4 separate regions of the Mus musculus genome follow, and all the other regions are linked to region 4. A link is a contact called in public Hi-C and HiChIP or PLAC-seq data. All regions are on one chromosome and are shown on one strand. Each heading gives the region's core, a stretch centred on a gene start, on an enhancer-like site or on the middle of the called end of the contact. The rest is flanking DNA. Distances are from core to core; before and after follow the strand shown.

Region 1 (2,700 bases), core at 26-2,525, 300 kb before region 4:
GGAAATAAATGTCTAGGTTGGGTTCTTGCTGCCTGTCATGTCCCTCCCTCTGCCCAAGTCACAATTGACTTCCTAAGCATTCACACAGTTGTCTCAGCATGCAGAATGACAGTGACTGCAAGAAGCCATGGACAACCAGGATGGCCCAAGGTCTACTCAGATTGGCTCATGGTATATCTTCAACAACCTTTGATTCACTCCTGTGAGAGATCCTGAGTTAAAGACCATCTTGACTGTAGTCCCAGGCAGAGCTGGCAGTGGGCAGCCTTGACTGGGCATTATACACTTTGCTGGTGCTGACGTCCTGGGAGCCCCTCCTCCTATGCAGATCTGGCTCACCATGCTGTGGGGACAGAGAGGAGACTGCTGGTGCTCTGCTCACTCTCCCCTTCTGGGACCCTAGCCCATGGAATGGTGCTACTCATATTCAGGGTGGGTCTTCCCTAGAGTCTCTAGAGACATCCTCATAGACATTGCCAGAGGTCTGTTTCTGAGGCAATGAGGTAACCTAGGAAATTATAAGGCAGAAACTAGTCAAGCAGTGTGGCTAGAGTTAACAGAAACCGGCAAGGGGCTATGAAACACCCTTGGGGTTAACAACAGCAAGACCCGTTAACCTCCCTGAACTCCAGGGATGAGGGGAGGAGTTGTCTAGCCATAGTATAGCCTAAGGGTACATCTGCTGCCCACCTGTCCAGGCAACCACAGCAACCCGATGGAAGTCTGAGGAAGTTAAGAGCCCTGGCCTCATTTTCTCCTGCCAGGCAATCTCCAGAGGCAGAGCCCCATCAATAGTCAATAGCCAGGGGAGCCCACTGCTGCCATCTCCTGGGGACACTGAGATGCAGCCAACAAAGGATCTGGTAAGGCAAATAGCGACTGTTTGAGCCTGGCCATCGTGAATTTGTGAGGTCCCCTCACAGCCCTGTCCTGGAGCAGGAACCTGGGGGTTTAGGTGGTGCCTCAGTGAGGGTTCTAATCTTCCCAGGGAAGGGCACATGTGCTAAAAATGGTTGGGAATTGTGATAGATTTATCTGTTTCTTTATGCTTTTCTACTTAGTCCACTTTAAAAGATTTTTTTTCTTTTCAATTTTGGGGCAGGAAGCAAAGACAAGAAACTAATCACCTTTGTCTTTCACAGCATGGAGCTGAGAGGTGTTTTAATCTCTTCTGCGTCTTAGAATAACCAGTCTGGGATCTGGGACAGCTACTGCTACCTAGGTCCTTTATACCATCCAGTCACTCTGTGTCCTCGGGGTTAAGTCACTCCAGGCCACCCTCGTTTTCCCCTGAGCAGCACAGCAGCAGCAGCAGCAGCAGGCAGCAGAGCATGGACACCCTCACTTTTCCCATCTGTGACACGGAATGCAAGTCTTTCCAGGGAGCCTAGCAGAGAGGAGACCTTCATGGGATCCTTCTTACGATTGTACAAGACATTGTGAATACGGTGCATGGACTCTTGCTGCTTTGTGGAATTTCTAGGAAGGTGTTGGCAAAATGTGTTTGGAGCAACAGTGCCACTTGGTGGTCACCACTCTTATTGCATAGCATATCTGTTTCCACCCCCCCCTCTTTGTTTCTACCTTGTTAACATTTCATTTATTTGTTTCATTCTGTGTATCAATATAAAGGTTGGAGACTTTCATTTACTATGCTAGTGAGATGCCCCACCATGGCAGGGTGGCAGAGTGACATCCCAGAGCCACACGTTGCATCCTGAGGGAGACGGCAAATTTGACTTATGGGTTGCTTGGGATATCCACCTATCATTTCTATTAGGTCCACCCCCCCCCCCAAGGCTCTGGGATCCCTCAATTTAAGAAAACCCTTGGCCAGCTAGCAGGGGATGGTAGAGCAAACTCACATACACAGAAGGGTCCTTTTTCCTTAGAGCTGATCTCCCTGGCTTGTTTTAGTGGAATCCTAGTGGCCTTTCCCTACTCCAGAGTCCTTGCTTTGCCAGAATGCAACCCTCAGTGACCACATGCATGCTTCTAGTGACAGCCTTTCCTTCCTCAGTCACCCAAAGGCTGGGCCTTTGTCCCCATTACAGCAGGTCCTAGTTGACTCCTCACTCAGGCTTGCAAGATAACAAAAGCAGGACAGACACCTGGCATCTATGCCTTGCTTTCACATCCATCTCCTTTGTTTGAAAACTTCGGGTCAGACTTCGGGTTAACTCAGTGTGCAGGCATGTCAGTCCCTCAAGGAATGTCCATATAAAAACTGGTGACACCTAACCAGTCTCACCCCTCTTCAAGACAGAAGGCACAGATGTTAGTTTACCCAGCAGTCAGCTCTCATAATGTCCTATTCCAGACCCTAAATGGTATTCACAGGTCTCTCTCAACATTGGCCAAACTTGCAAGTCACCATGGATCACAGGAAGAGTAGAGCCTTATGGGTAAGACACCTTATCATGAGATTACCCTCAAGCAGGAACTTTATGGGAGCTGGCATGTCCCCTTAAGCAAGAAAGGCTTCTTTCACCCGCCCCCCCCCCCAGAAACAGAACAGATACAATGATCAACCAGACACACCTAGCCAGGACTCTTTAGTTATGCAAACCTCTGCCCTTCTGCTTCACTCACCCTCAGTTTAAATCTAAAGCGCACATCGATATCCTAAAGCTAGATGGATGTGGGTTTACCAACCATTGTTCTGTTCTTCATACCACAACCACCTTGTAGTACCTCCTT
Region 2 (2,700 bases), core at 41-2,540, 480 kb after region 4:
CACCACTCATCTGGTTAGAGTTTGATTCCAGCCTAGATAAGCTCCCCCTGCAGATATCTGACACTTAATGTGAGCTACTTAAATAATACTCAAGCAATCACACCTTCAAAGATAAATTCAGGGGCTGGCGAGATGGCTCAGTGGTTAAGAGCACCGACTGCTCTTCCAAAGGTCCTGAGTTCAAATCCCAGCAACCACATGGTGGCTCACAACCATCCGTAACAAGATCTGATTCCCTCTTCTGGAGTGTCTGAAGACAACTACAGTGTACTTACATATAATAAATAAATAAATCTTTTAAAAAAAAAGAAAATTAAAAAAAAGATAAATTCAATATATTTTATCTAGCCCGACTTATCTCAAAATATTTTTTCAGCATGCACTTAGTATAAAATACATTGTTCTGTGTTTGTGTCTCTAACGTCTACTGTGTTTTACACTGGAGCACATCCACCCCAACGCTAAACTCTTGCAAATGCTTCACCTGTTGCCTGTTGCTGTAAGGTATTTAATAACTAGTAGTATTAAATAACTAGTAATTACTGTGACCCTGTCAGCCCCCTAATAATCGAGACAGAGTCCAAACTATTTATTTAATCAGCTTCCAGCACAATGACTGGACGATTACCCCTAAACTATTTTTTCAGTGCTAGACTGGCTATTTCTCAGCTGCACTCCCCAGGTTACTTGCCAATCAACGGCCTATGCTCCTGGTCCATCCCATCAAAGTGAACTGCTCCCTCCTCCTCCTCCTCTTCTTTCTTCCTCCTCCTCCTCTTTCTTCCTCCTCCTCCTCTTTCTTCCTCCTCCTCCTCTTTCTTCCTCCTCCTCCTCCTCTTTCTTCCTCCTCCTCCTTCTCTCTCTCTCTCTTTCCCTCTCCCCCAGCCCTATGACAAGCCCTGCCTTCCTAGTAATTCTCCCCAGTAATTGGCTGTTAACCACTTTTATTTAACCAGTCACAAAAGATTGGCAAGCAAAGTTTACATAATATTTGCTGTACATGAAATGAGGCAATCAGATCTCAGGGGCCAGTATTTAGCATTTGAATACATAGCGCCAGACCAACACCAACAGTCCATACCAAAATTTGCAGTTGAAGAAGATCCATACACACACACACACACACACACACACACACACACACACACACACACACACACACACACACACACACACACACACGATCCCATGCACACTTAACTTTTCCTGGCAGTTGACTCCCTGCTTCTAAAAGTAGAAAAGTTAAAAATTGACTTCTTTGGTCACCCTGCCCACAGGTCAAGTGCTCTGCCCACAGGTCAAGTGCTCGATAACAACCTGTGTATGCCCTGTTGGACTGTGTCACCCTACAGAGCTCTCCTCCCCTGTGGTCACTTCAACATTCATTAAAAAGATGTATAGATTTCCATCTTAGTTTTCACGGAGAATAACTTATGATTAATATTCCCTATTCTTGCTAACTCCAAATTTATCTTTTCTATATTTTCTTTAATTTCTACTTTCATTTGGTTCACCTGCCCTGGAATTTTTCTGGGTTCAGTACAGCTGAGCCAGTTAAGTACATTAAGATTAGTTTTTGAACCTCCCTCCATGTCAGCATGAGGCTGGTTATAGCCTCAGCCCCCTCTCACTCTTACTCCCTTTGGAACTCAAGTGAGCTTCATCTTCTCAGAGTGCCTTCAACAATAGTTTGGTTGTGGTAACTAATGAGATCTGACATCCTACTTTATATGTGAGGAAATATGTACCAGGAGATTCGTGGGTTTGCCCCATCACATAGTGCTAAAGCTGGATTCAAACTCAAGTTTCTGCTCATTGCCTGGTCCAGTGCTGTTGCAGAAGAGACCTCTGGAGACTCAGCTCCCAATTCTTATCTGACCTAGTCAATCTTCCATCACATTGTGAGTAGCCTTGTTACATTCCCAAGACTTTAAATCATCTCTGGGAAATCGTCCCATTACCCCAATGTGTATAACATGTTGTAAACATTATTGGGTTCATTTAAATGACTGTCTTGCAGTGAGTTGGCCAGGAGGACCGCATCTCCTTGTTCATGTGTACGTAGACCCACGACAGGAGTGGGAGTAGGGTGATTACAACAGCAATAGCCAAGTGCATTCTTCCACCACCTGGATTCCTATAAAAATAAAAAGTATTGTAAATTGAAGTCTAAGAAAATAAATTGCTTTGGAAATATGCATAAAGTTTGAATTGGTAAAACATCACATCTTAATAGTTTCTCTTTATTGAAATTAATGTTGAATTGCATTAAATTTGTATATACTTTTATATATGTATATACTTGATATATGTTGCAAATGCCTTTTCCCACTCTGTTTTGAGGAATACTGAGTAATTAGACTGCTAAAATTGATCTTTCCCTAGTCAGTACCACCTCCTCCTTTGGGAACCCTGTAAGAAGCATTTCTCTCTGAGACAGAGTCTTGCTGTGTGGTTCTTGTTGGCCTCATGTTTGTTATGTAGCTCAGGCTGGCCTTTAACTTGTAGCAATCCTCCTGCCTCACCCCTCTGAGTGCTGGGATAAGAAGATGTAGCACCATGCCCACCTTTTCCCAGGGTCTTGAAGACACAACTGCTTTCTCTAGAGGCAGGGGGATTAAAAATACAAGACCTGCCTGGTAGAGAGCGAATTCAAGGCTAGACAGGACAACCGAGACCTTGTCTCAGATAAAATATAAA
Region 3 (2,700 bases), core at 119-2,618, 500 kb after region 4:
TGACTCTCACAGACCTTTCTGCACAGCATCGTCCCTTCTTACTGCTACTCCTTGAAAAGGAGGCTGCCCCTGCGCTCTCCCAGGCCTCCTGGCTGGTTTCCCCAGCATCTGTCTTATTGTGGACTGAGCTGAGCTACCCTCCTTGTCCTTATGCTGACTATATGGAGAAAGGGCTTTTATGGAGATAGTTAAGTGACGTCACTAGGGTGGGATCCTCACCTGATAGGACTGGCATTCTTTATTTTTTTATTATTGGATATTTTATGTATTTATATTTCAAATGCTATCCCCTTTCCCAGTTCCCCTCAGGAAACCCCCTCCCCTTCCCCTCCCCCTGCTTCTGTGAGGGTGCTTGCCCACCCATCCACCTATTCCCACCTTACCACTCTGGCATTCCCTTACACTGGGGCATCAAACCATTCACAGTACCAAGGGCCTCTCCATCCACTGATGCCAGACAATGCCATCCTCTGCAGCTGGAGCCATGGGTCCCCTTCATGTGAATTCTTTGGTTGGTGATTTAGTCCCTGGGAGCTCTGAGGGGGGGGGGGGCGGTCTGGTTAGTGGATATTGTTGTTCTTCCTATGGGGTTGCAAACCCCTTCATCTCCTTCAAGGACTGGTGTTCTTATAGGAAGAGGATTCAATATACATCTCTAAACATCCTTCTCCCCTTCTGGGAGAGCCCAGGGGAAGCCACGGGAGGAGCTGTGAGCAGGAGGCCAGGAAAGAAGCAACCCTGATGGCATTGTGAACTCACAGCACGGCACTAACCTGTTGTTTAAACTGCCCACCCCTCGCAGTGCTGTACCTGTGAGGGTAGCCAAGCCAAGATCTAGGTTCTGAGCTTGCTCCCACTCACTTTGCAACTGGTGACCTCTGCAAGACACAACTCTCAAACTTCTACCTAAAACCATCCCTCCCTCCTTCCCTGTCTCCATCCTGTGCTATGCCCCTCCTCCACTCCTGCCTCGCCCTCCCACCTCCCCGCCCCCTTCTTCAGATTGATGCAGGGCACTGCTCTCCGGAGCACCAGAAACTTAAAGATTGTACAGACCAGACAACCTCACCTAATCTTCAAATAGGAACTCCAGGGTCAAAGACCAATAGTTTGAACAGTCAGTAAAATCCGACAAAGCTGGGTCCAGCAGTCTGAACTTCCTCCCCGTAGGGCTTCCTTCCCCACATCTTCATATCAGTTATGTCCCCTGTAACCCTTTGGTTACACAGCCTTCTATTATGCAAATCTCGCTCCTGCAGATCTGGGTTCCACCCGCTCCTTCTCCTTCGCCTATTTTACTCTCCCTCCTGTTTGCACTCGGTCTCCTGGGGCAACCCTGCCACACCCTCCGCAGCTGCCTTTAGCTCTGGTAGTATGGTCACACTGGCAATTAAACAATGAGTTGCTTGGTGTCTGTGTGACTCACCAGACTACAAGCCCCATGAGGAGAATATCTGCATCTGTTTTCTTTCTTTCTTCCAGTTGCTTCCCCAGGCCCAGCACAGTTAGCACACAGCTGGGGCTAAGCCACTATGACAGGAAAGAGCCACAGACTTAAGGAACCGTCCAGATGAACACCTACCATCCGTTAGATCTTTTTACAGTGTATATGAGTTCAAAGGATTCTTGACACTCACCAAAACAGTTACCTAGAAAAAAAATACCTTTTTGTTTTATGACAAAGAACAGAAGGTTAGATATATGTCACCAGGACCAGAGCAAAATTCTGGAACAAACCAACAGACATCCTATTACAGACAGCAGTGACCCAGGCCTGCCTCATGCCCCACTTGCAGCTACTGAACAGCAAGCAGCCTTTAGATGTTTCATTCCCAGTTGGTGGATGTGCTAGCTTTAGTCATTAATATTTTTATTTGCATTTGTATGTGCATGTATGTGGGGGTGTGTGCATGCACACATGGAGGTCAGAGGATAAACTTGTGAGTGTCAGTTCTCTGTGTCTACCGTGTGGGTCCTAGGATTGAACTTGGGTCCTCAGACTTGGAGGCAAGTGTTTTCATCTGCTGATCCATCTTGCTGGCCTCCTGCTAGCTTTAGATGATGAAAGAATTCTTAACAGGATTATTTTTTCAATCCAGGTATCAGTCCTGATCATGTGCGTGTTTGGGAATGCCACAGCACGCCTGTCAGAGGTCATAGGACACTTCTCAGGGGTTGGTTCTCTCCTTCCATAGGGAGCTCTGAGGAGCACCCTTGGGTGTCTGCTTTGTGCGGCAAGTGCTTGTTCCATCTGAGCTGTCTCTTAGACCCCCCACATCACCCCTAAGAGGAAACTTGCTAATGAATAATACTTTTCTTTATTAAATAATTGTTGCAGTCAAGAGGAGAACGGTCTTTCTGTGACTCAGTCACACAGTGGATCACTGATAGAAACATAAGGGAAGGAACGCCTCAGCATCCTGGATAGGCAGCCATGCTCAGAGAGAGGAGAGAAGGAAGGTTATTTATGAGAAAGTCGTCACCAGGTAAGGCCATTTCTGGTGAAGCACATCCCGTCGGCCATTCCCCTGGGATGGGTGGGGATGGACTAGGAGAGGTCAGGAGAGAGTGTGTGGCCAGTGACCACAGTGCTCTGTATCTTGAGGGAGAGGTTGTTATCCGTGTGCCTGTACTCGTCAACACTGTAGCGTTTGTACACGTCAGAGTTGCTAATGTCTCTGTTTGCAAACTGTGTCACCA
Region 4 (2,700 bases), core at 146-2,645:
TGAATATCTCATGTTGCTGAGAAATCTCCAAAATTCAGGGAAGCAACTGCCCTGTTTGGGAGTTGAGCCAATCCCAATGTGATGAGAAAAGGAATATACCGTAAAACTAACAGGCTATGATTCTAGTTTCCACAAATAGCAGGACAGCCACACAATAGGTTATGAGTTCAAATCCCAGCTCTGGTACTTGAGCTATATGACCTTCTATAGTCTATTTCCTCACTTGGAGAATCCTGTATAGTTGCAGGGAGACAGTGCTAGGAAATTGGAACCTATAACCCCAGGAGTGAGTGCAGATTACGTAATAGATTTTCCACTAATTTTTTATGTGCTTAGGATTTAATTTTTAATCTATTAAGACTAAAACCTAAAGGCTGGACAGATGCAGCCCTCTGGAGCAAGTGTGTTGATTTGAACTGACTGGCTACATTTCAAAACTGGGAAATTTCAAGATTCCAGTCTGGCACACGTTTTTGAAAACTGTCTAGCACTGTTTGGAATGATACCCAGTTCCTGGGGTCTTAGGTGCCTGCTAGGCCCTGGCACTTGCCCCTTTAACCCACTCAAGATGATTTAACTTTCTGGGGTGGTCAGCATCAGCTTTGCTCTAAACGATAAAGATAATAAGAGAGTGATTTGGGGAACCCTAAAGGAGACTCACCGGTAACCCCATCAGCCCCTCTTCAAATGCCCACCAACTTGTCTTGGAGTCCCTTGATTTCCAGGCACTACTGTGCCTCTCTCTTACATACAGCCTGCTGCATGAACCTGAGTCCAACATAGACAAGCAGGCATGGCTGCAGCTATGCTGGCCAGTATCAGAACCATGTGCTTTTTGGACTGGTCTCACAGGCTGAGCGATTCCACAGAAGGCTCAGTTTTTCTCTGCCCTGATGGATGTCAGCATTCAAATCCCACCCAGCAACCCTGAAGGATTCTAGGTGTGCACTCCCCAAGGGACACACTCTGGGCACAGGGTGGAAATGCACGAATGCCCTTTGAGAACTTTGATCTTGTTGACATGAACTTGAACCAGGTTAATAAGGGTTAGTGTGGGTTTTCTCTGGATTCTAGGGTAACGATGAGAAAGCAGAGGTACTAGGTTTCCTTCCAAGAAGCAAACTGAAGGAGGTCTAGCCCTTGAATTCTCAAGCCTGGGCCAGTTCCCAGCAGGCTGTGTGTAACACGCTGTTACCTCTTAACCTCTTCCCCCTTCCCCCCTCCCACCCCTTCAGCTCCTCCCTGCAGATGCTGATTCAACAGTAGAACCCTCACAGAGATCTGAGCAAATTCCATGACCACCTCTTGGGCCACATAAGTTCTCTGCAGAGTACAGGCAAACACTGAGTCAGACATGTAAACATCTGGGGCTTAACTAAATCTTCTGCTCTCTGGGTCAGTTGGGTGGACTCTGAACTGGACCAGTGAAAGATTCAGGTCCAGTTTCCAGGGAACCTGGCCAGGTCTGGGACTCAGGTCCTTGACCCAGTCTTGGACCAGGCTGAGTCATAGAAGAAGCCAAGGCGGTTGGTGCAGCCTCACAGCCCACACCAACAGTCCCCGGGGCTGCTCCACACCCAGCCCACACGTGGGAGGCACAGGCCAAGATGCTTCAGGACTCCATTCTGTGGTGGAGGAAACAGTTCCCTAATCCCTTCCTAAATCAAGTCCTTGCCCAGAGTCCAGAGGCCACTGCTTGCTCTGCTGGGATGTTCCTGTGCTGACCTCCTGCTGTGGGAAGTCCTGAGTCAAGGGGGTAGGAGGACAGGGAAGAGGTAGCCAGGGGACACACAATTCCTTGCATGTCCCGTCCCAGGGCCAGAGCACCCAGACTTGATTATCTCAGCTTTGATTTTTCATCCCACACCCCATGGAATTCCAGAGCCAGCTGAAGCCAAAGGCCTCCCCCTTCCCCTTCACTGAGCCAGAAAGCAAAACATGGTGTCTCCCTGCTTATATTTAATTTACAACACTTGTTCTTTGCCTGCATGCAGGGTTAATAAAAAAATGTGAAGGCCTTTTTCTAAAAATCCCAAGCAGAGTGATATTGTAAACGGAAATGATGCTTGATTGATTCCTCCCTGCAGGTCAGCAGCTTTATCTGTCATCCTTTGATTTAAAAATACACAGGCACGGAAGTGTTAGCTTTAAAGCAGAGACCATTCATTAGGGAAAGGATAGTGTCACCAGCAAAGGATGCTGGGACAATAGGTATCTGCATGCAAAACAATGGAGCTAGACCCATTCCTCACACCATTAGGCTCAAAACCCTAAGTGGCAGAGCTAAAACTATAAAATTCTCTAAAGGGGCTAGAAAAATGGCCCAAATGTTAGCAGCACTTGCTGCTCTCTAAGTCCAGCCCCGGAGGACCCAATGCCCTCTACTGGTTTCTGCAGGCAATAGCATTCAGATGTACACAGACAGACAGGCAGACAGACAGGCAGACTGAGAGGCAGGCAGGCACGCAAGCGCGCGCGCGCACACACACACACACACACACACACACACTCACAAGCAGGCACACGTGCCTGCATGCCCTAGAAGAAAATGCAGGCAAAAGTCTTTATGACCAGGATTAAGCAATAGTTTCTCAGGACAACAGAAGTAGAATGGAACAAAGCCAATCAACTTTCACCTAACTTAATAACCTTTATGCTCTAAAGGACAAAAGGGAAAAGAAAAGTTTCATAGAGCATATA

What was found. A called contact is a pair of places that touch in the nucleus more often than the background predicts. HiChIP or PLAC-seq counts read pairs in DNA pulled down with a chosen protein or histone mark.
Region 1: a contact with region 4 is called in a FOXA1 HiChIP or PLAC-seq map of pancreatic cancer cells. The contact joins two enhancer-like sites. A contact is called at or near these places in 1 of 484 Hi-C or Micro-C datasets (embryonic stem cells) and 1 of 115 datasets of contacts at active chromatin or transcription factors (pancreatic cancer cells).
Region 2: a Hi-C map of liver shows a contact between it and region 4, with 4 times the contacts expected there. The contact joins two enhancer-like sites. A contact is called at or near these places in 1 of 39 promoter capture datasets (embryonic stem cells) and 1 of 484 Hi-C or Micro-C datasets (liver).
Region 3: a contact with region 4 is called in a FOXA1 HiChIP or PLAC-seq map of pancreatic cancer cells. The contact joins two enhancer-like sites. A contact is called at or near these places in 1 of 39 promoter capture datasets (embryonic stem cells) and 1 of 115 datasets of contacts at active chromatin or transcription factors (pancreatic cancer cells).

What each region holds. Positions count from the first base shown.
Region 1 is chr11:67,818,501-67,821,200 of GRCm38.p6, reverse strand. All of the region lies in intron 2 of Gm40032 (a long non-coding RNA gene), which reads left to right. Among named protein-coding and RNA genes, the nearest start is that of Dhrs7c, 22 kb to the right of the region's middle. Within about 2 kb of position 1,275, at least 20 of the 459 cell types and tissues checked have an H3K27ac peak or open chromatin away from gene starts, as enhancers often do. A contact at or near this core is called in pancreatic cancer cells, where this site is marked.
Region 2 is chr11:67,033,546-67,036,245 of GRCm38.p6, reverse strand. Tmem220 (transmembrane protein 220) reads right to left here. Exons shown (of 6, transcript NM_001291042.1): 6 at 934-2,137. The coding sequence ends at 2,002. Among named protein-coding and RNA genes, the nearest start is that of Tmem220, 9.7 kb to the right of the region's middle. Within about 2 kb of position 1,290, at least 6 of the 459 cell types and tissues checked have an H3K27ac peak or open chromatin away from gene starts, as enhancers often do. A contact at or near this core is called in liver, where this site is marked.
Region 3 is chr11:67,016,634-67,019,333 of GRCm38.p6, reverse strand. No RefSeq gene overlaps it. Among named protein-coding and RNA genes, the nearest start is that of Tmem220, 7.2 kb to the left of the region's middle. Within about 2 kb of position 1,368, at least 77 of the 459 cell types and tissues checked have an H3K27ac peak or open chromatin away from gene starts, as enhancers often do. A contact at or near this core is called in pancreatic cancer cells, where this site is marked.
Region 4 is chr11:67,514,371-67,517,070 of GRCm38.p6, reverse strand. It overlaps a transcript of Gas7 not described here. Among named protein-coding and RNA genes, the nearest start is that of Gas7, 71 kb to the left of the region's middle. Within about 2 kb of position 1,395, at least 80 of the 459 cell types and tissues checked have an H3K27ac peak or open chromatin away from gene starts, as enhancers often do. A contact at or near this core is called in liver and pancreatic cancer cells, where this site is marked.